Linked DNA regions of Mus musculus: region 1 is linked to region 2. Evidence: chromatin contacts called from public promoter capture Hi-C data. All regions are on one chromosome and are shown on one strand. The core of a region is the stretch at or near the end of the contact, and the rest is flanking DNA. Distances in the headings are between cores, read along the strand shown.

The links. Promoter capture Hi-C pulls out the DNA fragments that hold promoters and counts their contacts.
Region 1: a contact with region 2 is called in a promoter capture Hi-C map of neural stem cells. The contact joins the promoter of Smarcd1 here to the enhancer-like site in region 2. A contact is called at or near these places in 7 of 39 promoter capture datasets (the HPC-7 cell line, Sertoli cells, cranial neural crest and 4 more), 1 of 15 datasets of contacts at CTCF or cohesin (the NIH/3T3 cell line), 5 of 484 Hi-C or Micro-C datasets (bone marrow-derived macrophages, colorectal tumor organoids, cortical neurons and 2 more), 12 of 115 datasets of contacts at active chromatin or transcription factors (a beta-TC-6 cell line, embryonic basal ganglia, embryonic forebrain and 6 more) and 3 of 9 other capture datasets (adipose tissue, liver and pancreatic islet).

The regions. Positions count from the first base shown.
Region 1 is chr15:99,698,469-99,704,248 of GRCm38.p6, reverse strand. Smarcd1 (SWI/SNF related, matrix associated, actin dependent regulator of chromatin, subfamily d, member 1) reads right to left here and starts at 1,962. Exons shown (of 13, transcript NM_031842.2): 1 at 1,751-1,962; 2 at 956-1,143; 3 at 616-658; 4 at 389-511. The coding sequence starts at 1,927. It overlaps Asic1 (acid-sensing (proton-gated) ion channel 1), which reads right to left. Exons shown (of 12, transcript NM_009597.2): 10 at 5,540-5,619; 11 at 5,350-5,454; 12 at 3,119-5,215. The coding sequence ends at 5,111. It overlaps Gm34939 (predicted gene, 34939), which reads left to right and starts at 445. Exons shown (of 3, transcript NR_168656.1): 1 at 445-623; 2 at 747-1,007; 3 at 1,459-2,842.
Region 2 is chr15:99,611,723-99,617,678 of GRCm38.p6, reverse strand. No RefSeq gene overlaps it. Among named protein-coding and RNA genes, the nearest start is that of Gm34765, 13 kb to the right of the region's middle. Within about 2 kb of position 2,793, at least 67 of the 459 cell types and tissues checked have an H3K27ac peak or open chromatin away from gene starts, as enhancers often do. A contact at or near this core is called in the NIH/3T3 cell line, cortical neurons, embryonic fibroblasts and 2 more, where this site is marked.

The DNA.
Region 1 (5,780 bases), core at 713-3,212, 87 kb before region 2:
GGCTCACTACAGGGGACAGAGACTCCACTCGGAAGTGTACAGTCCCGACCTGAGCCTGGGTGCAAGTGAATGCACCAGGGGACTAGGGAGACAAAATTGTGCAAAGTGGCATGTTCCCAAGGTAGCAAGTGGTTACAGCAAAAAGCGCGCACGGGTCTATTTCTGTCTAGAGCCCTGGATAGCTCCCCCCCAACCCCCCACCCCCGCCCCTTTCCCTGCCAGCTGTTAGACTCCTATGCTCCTAATGTAATTCCTGGTTTGTAGGCGGAAGGGAAAGATGCAATTTAAATGCCACAGAGAGCTGTGCTGTGCCTTTGATTTTTCCATCCTGAGCTGGAGAGAGACCTGGGCCCCTCCCTTGACCCTCAGCCTGGTACTGTCCTGTTACCTTGATGGGACGTTTCAAGGCCTCCTGGATATCTAGCCGCTTCCTCATAATAGTCTGGTCCAGTTTCCTTTCAAAAGCCAGGAGATCCATGTAGGCCTGTGATTCTGGGACCAGTTCCCGAATCTTAGGAACAGAAAGACAGAGATGGGATGGGGCAGCCCTCGTTCTGACCACTTCTATTCTCAAAGCCACTACCCCTTCAAGGAGACCTCTGCAGCTGCACTCACCCTTTGAGGTAGGATTTTGTCAGCCATCTTCTTTTTCTTTGCACTGTTCAGAATAAATACTGTGATCAGGTTGGGATAGGAACTAGTCAGAACGTGAGCAGTGTTGTGAGCACCTTTGTTTATGGTTACAGCCAAGGCCTACGAAATGACTCTCCATTTAAAGACGCTACCTCTCCCATGACCACCAAAACTCCACTGCATCATGAGGCCCTGTTAGTCCCTGCAGCACCGTTTGGTGCCACAGCGCTGACTTCCTGGTTCTGCATGCCCACCACCAGCATCCTCACAGGCCTCCTCTCCCCCATACCCTTCTTTCCTTCACCCCCAGGGGTCATCTTACTTGTGATTTCGATTTTGGACCGCCTGCTGCTGGACCTGCTGGATCTGTTGAGGTGCAGGTCTCTTGCGGGACTGGTCCATCCCTGACTGGGCCAGACCAGGTCGGACTGAAGGGTTCCCCCCATAGCCAGGAGGTCCCATGGAAGGTCCCTGAGGTGTCATTCGGCTACCTGGCAGCATACCTGGTCTCTACAGAAGGGAGAGGACCCAGAAATGTCATACTTTTCCTTGCTAGCCCCACCAAGAAAGGAAAAATGGTGGCAGCCTGGATTTCAGGAGTGGGTTAGGGCTGGGGGTGGGGTGGGGGGACAACAAGACAGTCCTTTGCTTCTTTGAAATACAGTCACTGGACCTTCAGTGATTTCATTGCATATAGTCTAAAAACTAGATTATACTCAATTTTTCTGGTCTATGCTGGATCTGACTCACCAGACATGTCTAGTCAGCCCTACATTTCTTTTTTTACTAGCTACTGTCTCCTCTAAAGCTGACCTCCATTTGCAGCTATAACAGCCTGGGTATTCCTGGGGACACGGGGGCTGCCCACTCCCCTCTGCATTCCATGACCATCCCAGGGCCCACTTCGCCCACCCTGGTTCCACACTCACTCCTCACATGGAAACAATGCCGCCAGGAGCAGGTAAGGATGCTAACCTCCTCCCCCCCCACACACCTCCACTCCCGGCCCGAGCCCCTCCCCAGGGAGTCCCTCCCACTTCTCCCTCACCCCTGTCAGTCCTCCGCCCTCGCTCGGCCCCGCCCCCGGCCCGCGCGCCCCTCCTCCTGTCCCACTCACCGGATAGGCCGCCCCGGGCATCGGAGAGCGGTACAGCCCTTGACCCGGCGCCGGGCCCATTCGCACGGGAGGCCCGGGAGTTCCGCCCGGGCCCAGAGCAGCCGCCACGCCCGCTCCTCCTGAGGCTCCCGCGCCGCCGCTCGGAGCCACAGACTGGAAACCCGCCCGGGCCGCCATCTTCCCGGAGCCGCCGCTGCAGCTGCACAAAGAACCGGAACCGGAACTCCCCCCGCCCCCCGCGCGCCCCCCGAGCGCCTGGGCTGTTTGTGGGCCCGGCCCGCCGGCGGGCACAGGCGGCTCGGAGCAGCGAGACTACGGGCTAGAGGGGGCGACTAGCGGGAAAGGCGTGCTGACCACTCCCTCCCGCCTTCACGGGCCAGGAGGGAGCACCATAGAGAAGCGGTGTGCGGATAAAGAGGTGCCGGGAGCGAGCGCCTCCACGCGGTTGGAGGACGGTAAAAAGCCTTGCAGAGAGCCCAGCCCATCCGGCTGGCGGCTGGAGTGATGCTTCACCTTGGCCCAGTGCATTTACCTCTCCAAAGCATTCTGGTTGCCTTGCTTTTCGTTCTCCTACTGCTCAGACTCCGGGTACTAAAGAGGAAAACGTGCTGTTTGTTCGTTCGGGAAAAGTAGAACTCGAAGGAGATCAATGTCGTGGCAAAGACAAATCAGCAAGAGAAAACCCATGCCGGGCCGTGGTGGCGCACGCCTTTAATCCCAGCACTTGGGAGGCAGAGGCAGGCGGATTTCTGAGTTCGAGGCCAGCCTGGTCTACAGAGTGAGTTCCAGGACAGCCAGGGATACACAGAGAAGGCTCGGGACCCTTCACCTCAGACGTTTAACTTAAGATTTTGATGCGTTTTTTCCCGTGACTTTTCTCCAAAGAGTCCTGGATATTTGTTGCCATAGATAACTGCTGGTCCCCTGCCCAGTGATCAGACGAATCCTGAGCCTGTCTTTTCCCAGCAGGATCAGTGTTTACCTGATCAAGTATGTAGGGTCTGGTGTAGCCCAATCTAGCGTTAAACTCACTGTGTAATGGAAGATAGCTGCTCCATCTCCTACCTGCTGGAATTACAGGTATAACCACCACACCGGGCTACCACTCAAATTCCCTTACTCTAGTTGTGTGGCTCTCAAGGCAAGCTCCATTCTAAAGGTAACACCCACAGTTTGCAACTAAAAACAGCACTGGGCAGGATAATGGCAGCTCAGGCTTTTAATCCCAGCATTTTGGGAGGCAGGAGGATCTCTGTGAGAGTTCGAGGCCAGCCTGGACTACAGAGCCGTTCCAGGACAGCCAGGGCTACACAGAGAAACCCTGTCTCAAAACAAACCAAACAACAAACAGAAAACCAACACTGAAGAGATGGTTGAAACCCAGTTTATTAGACCAGAGGCATGCGTCACCCAGAGCCCCTCCTGCTGCCCCCCCAGCCAGTGTACATTTCTCAGCTTTGCCCTGTTTCTTTCTGGGGAGTTCTGATCTCTAAACAACTCTTGAGAACCAAGAGGTCTCAAAGATGCCAAAGCCTTGCTCTCTGGCTCCAGGCCAACGTACACAGGTGATCTGCCCATAAGTCCTGTTTTGGGATTAGAGACCAAGAGACAGTGGGGACAGAGAAGGCCAGGAATGAGATTGGAGAGCTGGCCTGGGAAGGGTGTCTGGTTGAGGAGGCCCTCTACCTCACCTTGTGGCCCCCTTAGGGTAGGGACACACAACAGCACGTCTTTCAACTTCTGCTCTAGGCCAATCTCTTTCCTCATGTGACCACGCCCTGACTCACCAGAAAATGCAAGCGGTGGGCCTGGGCATCAAGGTGAGGACTGGGCCCTGGGCACCCCGAAGAAAGAAAGGCCACTGAGTCAGGGCTCCGGCTTCTGGCTGTGGGTACCCACCGCCCAGCTGCAAGAGGGAGTCACCAATCCCCAGCCTCCCTCCCCACCTCCCGTCTGTAACTCTCTCCGCTTAGTGTCCTCCATTCCTGGGTAGGAGCTACCTCTCCAGCAGTCACTTCCCTCAGGGAGGCCACAGTCAGCCAGGCAAAGGGCACTGGGATAGGTGGAGCAAGGTAGAGGGTATGTTAAGGCTGTGGGGAGGGCAGAGGGTGCCCCGGTCGTGGGGGCAAAGGGCGAGGCCAGAAAGAGGCAGAGCTTGTAATTCACAGCTTCCTTTATGTCGCCACCGAGACAGTGCGAAGGTTACAATGCGCGTGTCATCTCCTTGTGCTTCTCAGAGGGATGTGTGTACACAGTACAGTACAGACACCAGGGGAGAATCCAGCTCTTTATACGGGCAAAGGCATTCAGAGACAGGAGAATGGGGGAGAGACAGAAGGGAGAACTAGGGGCGGGAGGGCGGTTCTTGGAGACAAGAGGGAATGGAGGGGGAGACAAACAGGGCCGGAGGGGAGTATATACAAGGTTATAGTAATATAGAGTCTGTATCATATAGAAATAGAAAATGCAGATGAGGTTGCCGAGAGAAGCGGATGACGTCGGGGAAGAGGACTTGGGATTGTTCCATAAGAAAATTTATGGATGTGGCCTTCTGCAAAGGCCTCTGAGAGAGAAGCCAGTGAGGTCAGGCGGCCGTGCCCCTCTCCCTGAGCCGGGCGCTAACCAGCCAGGTCTTCTGGGGGATGTCACAGAGGGTTGCCTCTTGGGATCTCTCTCCAGCAGCTTTGGGGTGGAGGTGACTTACAGATATTGGGATGTGGCCTACAGCACCAGGGCCACATGGAGTCCCAATCTCTACTTCTTCAGGAAATCCTCTGCCCCGTAAAGATTCCGTATGCTTGAGGGAGCAGTAACTGGGCACGGAGTCCTTACCTGGAGACTTGGGCTCGTGGGGAGTCACCCGGCTGAGAGCATCTCTTAAGGCTAGGGAAGCCCCCACACCAGCCCTCTCCCTTAAGGTACATTCTCTGGTTTGGGGCCAAATTTCAGACCCTAGAGATCCCCTCCACCCCTCACTAGGAGGGGGCTTTGGTGACTGGAGGCAGCAGAATGTAGGTGGACACTCAGATGACATACAGCCAGACAGACAGAATTCAGGCTTGGAGCTGGGGGCGGCAGCGTGGAGCAGAGGGGCAGCCTGAGGTCGCGGCTGATCTCTCTCTCTCTCTCTCTCTCTCTCTCTCTCTCTCTCTCTTTATATTAGTTTAATTTTGTTAAAATAAAAAGATGAGATAGAGGCTGGGAGAGGACTCTGGTCAAGACTCCTTTCTCACCACAGACAAGAGGGAACCACTGCCCAGGGATGCAGTTTAAGTCCCCAGGGTAGCTGGGGGCAGTTAGGTACCCCTTGCTCCCCCAGCCCTCCCCACCTAGGCCTTTGGTACAGCGGCTGGCGAGGGCTTAGCAGGTAAAGTCCTCAAACGTGCCTCGAGCGGGATGGTGAGGTAGGATGTTGGCAGCGTACGTCATCCCGGCAGGATGTCCTCGGAGGCTCTCGCAGGGATTCTAAGAGAAGGACATAAGACAGGAACGAGTTACAGAAAGGGATACAGGAAAGACAGGTGGTGTGGAGATGGAGTTGGTTTGAGGCTGTGGGGGAAGGGTACACAGGAGGTCGCCTCCCTGCCTTGCTCCCTCACGTGTCTTTTGACGTCATCCAGGCTGAGCGCCACGCCCTTATCTGCGCTGTTCCTCTTAGCCTCCTTCTGGCACTTCCCACGTCTACACAGCCGGTGCTTAATGACCTGGGAGATGTTCAGGGTAGGGTGGGTGGACCGGAATCCCCAATCCGGGGTGGCCCCGCCAAGCCCTGCCCCCTTACCTCCTTACCTCATAGGCATAGTCAAAGAGTTCCAGCACTGTGAGGATGCTGGCCCCGATGAACAATCCCATCTGGCCCCCGATGTCACCTGTGGGGTCAGGTCGGAGAGGTTAGTGGACTCAGGACCAAGGGGCTATGGGGCTCAATAGGACTGGGGCAGGCCAGCCATGTTTGCTGAGATTGGTACCCCCAATACAGAAGGATCAGACAACCAGACTCTGGCAGGGTTTTTATTCTCTATTCTTTTTT
Region 2 (5,956 bases), core at 1,544-4,043:
AATTGTTCCGCTTCCCTGTGTAGAATGCTACGGTAACAGCTATGTACCGCCACAGCAGTGCATGGTGGTAGGGATCAAACCCAGGGTTTCATGTGCATGCATGCTAGGCAGCCACTCTACCAGCCCTCTCGTTTTTATCATACCCCACACAACTGGCCAGCATCTCTGTGGCTGGCTCAGACACAAATAAATATGGAGTCTTCTGATGAAGCCTTTGCCAGTTAGTTATTCCTGCTCATCACTGAAATTAAGGGTACATTCTCCGTAAACTCTCCAGGACTTAGAAAGTGCCTCTTTAGATTGATTTACTCTGGGTCTTCAGTGTTTTTCCTGCATGGGTGTGCACGCATTAATGATTTCAGTGCCCATGAAGAAGATGCCGGATCCCCTGCAACTGTGATCGCAGATGCCTCTTGTCACCGGGTGTATGCTGTGAGTGGAACCCTGGTCCTCTGCACCAGCAGCCAGTGCTCTCAACTGCTGAGCCACCTCTCCAAGCCTCTAGGACACTTACATAGTGATTTAGTCTATTCAAGTGTTATTACTTGCCCTCACCGTGCCCTCAGAGGCCAGAAGGATGGGTGGGTGTGTCCCAGTTGGTAAATTCAGTGAGATGATTTGACCCAAATGTCCACAAACTATAGTTGACCTGGGATTAGAACTTGGGAATTCCAACTCTTAGTCAGCAATAGTGGATGCTATTGCAGACTTCTTAACAGCAGAATCCTTGCAATGGTATTTAATACCTAATGGTTGAAGTTGCCCTTACCCTTACTTAAGCTCAGTATTATTTGCATCCCCAAATGGTCAGATAGTAAATGGGCAAAGCTAGCATGGAAGCACAAGCCTAGGACTCTAGCATCCTACCTGAGATAGTGAGTTCTGGGCAACTTAGTGAGACCATTTGTGAAATTCTCAAATTCTCAGGAACGGCTGGGGGTACAACTCAGTGGGAGAGTGCTTGAGTAGCATGCGAGAGAACTGCAGACAAAACCAAGGTAAAGTTGACTGCAAAGTAAAGGACGGACTGGAAAGATGGCTCAGTGATTAACAAAACTGGCTGCTCTTCCAGAGGACACCAGGCTTGATTCCCAGCATCTACACAGCAGCTTGCAACTCCTGTTCCAGGAGATCCACCTGGTTTCCATGTGGTGCTCAGACACACTTGCCAACAAACCCATGTATGTTAAACGGACAAACACAAAGCTATAATAAGTGGTTAGAAATCATTTGTATTCTGGAGTTTTATGTTCTCATCATTATAAGAACTTATTTGAAGGGCTGGCGAGATGGCTCCGTGGTTAAGAGCACTGACTGCTCTTCTGAAGGTCCTGAGTTCAAATCCCAGCAACCGCATGATGGCTCACAACCATCCCTAATGAGATCTGACACCCTCTTCTGGTGCATCTGAAGACAGCTACAGTGTACTTATGTATAATAATAAATAAATCTTTGGGCCAGAGCAGCAGGGACTGAGGGAGCAGGGTTGACCAGAGCAAACAGAGGTCCTAGAAATTCAATCCCCAACAACCACATGAAGGCTCACAACCATCTGTACAGCTACAGTGTACTCATATACATAAAATAAATCTTTATTTTTTGTTTTGTTTTTTTTTTGAGACAGGGCTTCTCTGTGTAGCCCTGGCTGTCCTGGAACTCACTGTATAGACCAGGCTGGCCTTGAACTCAGAAATCCACCTGCCTCTGCCTTCCAAGTGCTGGGACTAAAGGTGTGCACCACCACCGCTCAACAAAATAAACTTAGAACTTAGTTGGGGCTAGATCTCCCTGTCAAAGGGATGCCACCATGCCCAGCTTTGTAAGTGACTCCACTGAGATCTCTGTGTAAATACAGTTTGCATTCTAGAGCAGAAAGAGTTGGGGGGACAGGCACACTGCAGGCAGGGGACTGGGGCAGACTTCCTGCTGGGTGGGACGTTGCTCAACAGTGTGGAGGACTCGGTGGTCCTGGGAAGTTTTCTGTGTGGAAGGAGGAGAACAGGTATGCGCGTGCGAGGTTGTCCTCTTTCTGTGAGGCCACCCGTGCGGAGCCTCTGTGCCATGAAGCTCCAAGCCAAAGACAGACAAGCCTGAGCCGAACTATCAGCCAGCTTTGAGGAACATGTCAAGGGATTAGCTCCCTGGCTTTCCCTCTGAGTGGCATTAGCTCTCACTCCGACTCATGTTTACCATCTGGCTCTGAGTAAGAAGTCTTGGAGTGATCTCTCCAGCAGCCTGAGCTGTGCCAGGCCTTTCTGAGGCTCTTCAGCCTTCCCCCTCGTCAACCCCGGGGCCCAGTGCTCTCCACGGAGTTGTGTCCACGTGTCTGCATGCCTGGGATCAGAAGAATTTGTTAGACTTCCGAGAGGGGGAAAATGAACTTCCAGCCCATGGAGTCCATGTGGTTAATGGTCCAAAGTCTTTCTGTTGTCAAAACTAACAAGTGACCTTGTCCTTAGGTGAGTTGTTCCTACTACAGAGGACATTCTGCCTGTGCGATGATACGCTCAGAATGCAGTAGCTAGAGAGATACAAAGGGGCTGGGATTTTTCTTTGGAAAGTGAGGCGTAGGGGTGTGTGTGTGTGGGGGGGGGGTGCTTGAATAAAGTACCGCCTTTCCTCCCAGGGAGCTGGCTGCTCTCCCCTCCTGGGCTAATGTGCACTGACGAGGGCTAAACGGGAGGATGCTTCTGGATAGCATCCAGCCCCTCAGCAGAGCAGCCACATTGGAGATACAGCTGCTGGCATTAAAGGGCTAAGCCCTTTCCAGCTGCTTTGCTTTAACGGGGAACCTCCCGCGGCCGGCGGCTTAAGGGAGCCGTCTTAACTGGGTTAGAGGAAATGACTAATCTGTGCATCTTCTCACGAGGCTGCTCGGAGGCTCCAGGAAAGATAACCTGGTGGGGTGGGAAGTGGCTGGATAATGGTGTTAGAGAGCTAGGCTATTATTGTCTCAGAATTGCGGTCCTGGGAGTGCCAGAGCTGAGCCGTGCCATGAAGTAGATTTAGATGCCCAAGTTCTCTAGCCCACAGCAGTTGCTGTCCCCTTACCGGCTCCACTCCCCAGTTCCTGGGAAAACTCAGACTCTGACAAAGGTACAAACAGATACGTGAAGGTAAAGACTAGCAACGCTTCTCCAAGGGTGAAGGAGGCAGGAGGAGGCCCCAGCACGATGCCAAAGGGTGAAAAGAGAAGACGAGGGAGGTTGCACAGACGTGTGACGAAAGCTGGGCAGGGACAACCAAGGCGGTGGAGCTGGCAAGGGCCAGCCGGACATCATCTGCTATGCTTCAGGCATCACGCTGGCTCCAGAGAGGTCCAGCGTGCTCCAGCACTGACTTGATGGAGACTTGACAGACGTGTGACAGGGACAGAGTGGCTCGAGTGCATAAGCCCACATCAGGTATTCGAGAAGGCCTGGGCATGCACCTAAACCATAGGCGCTGAGTGTGGAAGGGTCTTCCACCCTCTTGACACTTTAGACAAGGAGCAGCCATGTTGATGAGAATGCACTGGATGTCTTGAGAAGGAGCACCCGACAGCTCACCAGCCACAGAAGAGCAGCATAGCCTTGGGTGAGGTGCTGAGGGCCCAGGAGATGGCACTGCAGCCCCCTCCCCAGTGCCCACCGTCGTAAAAATGGGAGAAGGGCTGGGACTACTTTCCCACCTCCCTCAAACCTTGCTCCCCTGTCCTCAGGCTTCTTCCCAGACTTAGAAAGCAAGATCTCCCTTCCCTCTCCTCCGCACAGCCGCCTGCAGGGCAAGACAGGAGTCAGCAGTGTGGCTGGCCGAACTTGCTCCAACCCAACCCTGAGTAGGTCTACAGCTCTGCTGCTGTGGGCCATGCGTGGAAAGGAGGATGGGGAGGAGACTGGAGCTTCCCTGGTTCTCCGCATGGCTTGGGCTTCTCCCGCAGTGGAGGATTCCCTTCTTTTGCTGTCCCCTGGGCTATTCCACCCCAGTGTCACACTCTGTCCACCACAGTGGCAATGGTCTGGCTGTCTGCTTGGAGTTCCAAATGTGGAGGGTGCTCCCCCTTCTTCTTGTCTGTTTACGGTGCTCCCTCTTTCTCTTTGGGTGTTCCGGCTTTGTGCTCACCAGAGAAAAGTTTACAGACAATAAAGTGGAAATATTCTGCTATGAAAAAAAAAAAGGATACGGCTCCAACTTGGCATGGCTTGTGTTTTGTCTGGCCTTGGTGATCCCAAGGCATAGTCTGGATAACCTAAAAGCTGGCATTGTAAGAGACGGGGAGTGGGAAAGGGTAGGGAGCTGATGGCCATTGCTCTGAGAGGAAGGGAGACTTGAGGCTCTCCTGATTTAAGCCCCTGTTTAAAGACCTAAGATTTGAAGGAGAAACAATCATGTTATTGATTGTGAGATGTGCTTTAAAAACACCTGACTAACACCTAGGATACTCAGGGCATCTTATAATCCACGGAATTTTACAATGTACCCTTTGTTTTGTTTTGTTTTTCTGGTTGGCTCATATATTCCTACATTTCACATTATTTTGGTTGAAAGTGTAACCTGTTCTGTTCATTGGTAACCTACCACCTTGCTATGATCAAAGACATGTTAAAACAGTCCCAGTGGCCGGGCGTTGGTGGCACACACCTTTAATCTCAGCACTCGGGAGGCAGAGGCAGGTGGATTTCTGAGTTTGAAGCCAGCCTGGTCTACAGAGTGAGTTCCAGGATAGCCAGGGCTACACAGAGAAACCCTGTCTTGAAAAAAAACAAAAAAAACCAACCAACCAACCAAACAAACAAACAAAAAAAACCAAAACCAAAACCAAAACCAAAATAACCCCAAAAAACAGTCCTGGTATATGGTGGTTCAAAACAGAATGGCCCACGTCAGGTTGTATGTTGGAACCCTTGGTCCCCAGTGGGTGGAACTGTTTGGGAAGATTCGGAGGCGTGGCCTTGCTGGAGGGGGCGTGTCACTGGGGGTGGGGTCTAGGCTTCAGAAGCCTGTCAATCTCTCTACCTCTGCCTCCTGGCTGTCACCTCCTCTTGTCTGCTCTGCTCATAGCTTCCACTATAGCACAGCAGCTGCCTGTCTGCTGCCATGCTTCCTACCATGGTGGTCCTAGACAGCGACCCCCTGAGTCTGTGAACCCACAAACTAAAAGCTCTCTTGTGTGAGTTGTTTGGGTCTTGGTTGGCGGTCTCTTCACAGCAATAGAAACGTAACTAAAACACAGCGAGTTAGTGCGTACTAAGGATGGAGACTGGGGATTTAATCCAGGGGTTGGTTCAGTCCCTGGTACCAACTAACAAGCAAAACCCCAGGGCATCCCTTGTCTGAGCATAACCACTCCAGGGAAAGCAAAGACACCAAGAATCTACAAAATATCCTAGCACAAAGGAGCAGACACACAGCATGTAACACAGGATCGAAATATATCCCAGTCATCATCCCCAGAGCAAAGACTCAAGAAGGGGAGAAACACAGTTGACAGAGACCAGTCCTGGAGGTAAGGCACTGATCAGAACAGTCTATAGGCGGCAAGGCATTGTACCTGAGACTGTTGGAAGTGTTCTTATGATCTTTGTGCAGTCCGCTCATCAAGTCCAGAATACCCGAGGAAGGTCTTTCCCACAGACGTACATCTGGACAGCTCCATGGTGACCAAGGCAGGAGGATTACCACAAGTCTGAGACCTGCCTGGGCTACATGCTGCCACAAAGGGAGACCGAGAGGGGGAAAGGGAAAGAGCTGTGACTTGGAAAACTGATGGGAAGGAAAGGAATCCTCTAGCACGGGACAGATACTGAAGTCAGGGGAACGCGTCCCGCAATTAGTAGACTAAAAATATCATTCTGTTTTAAAAGGCCCTTCTGTGACAGGTGCTCACATAATCTAGCAAAAAGGTGTTCAGTGCCAGGGCAGAACTGGGGTAGAGTGTGTGGGAGCCGGGGAGGGAGAGCTGGAAGCTGACAGTCTC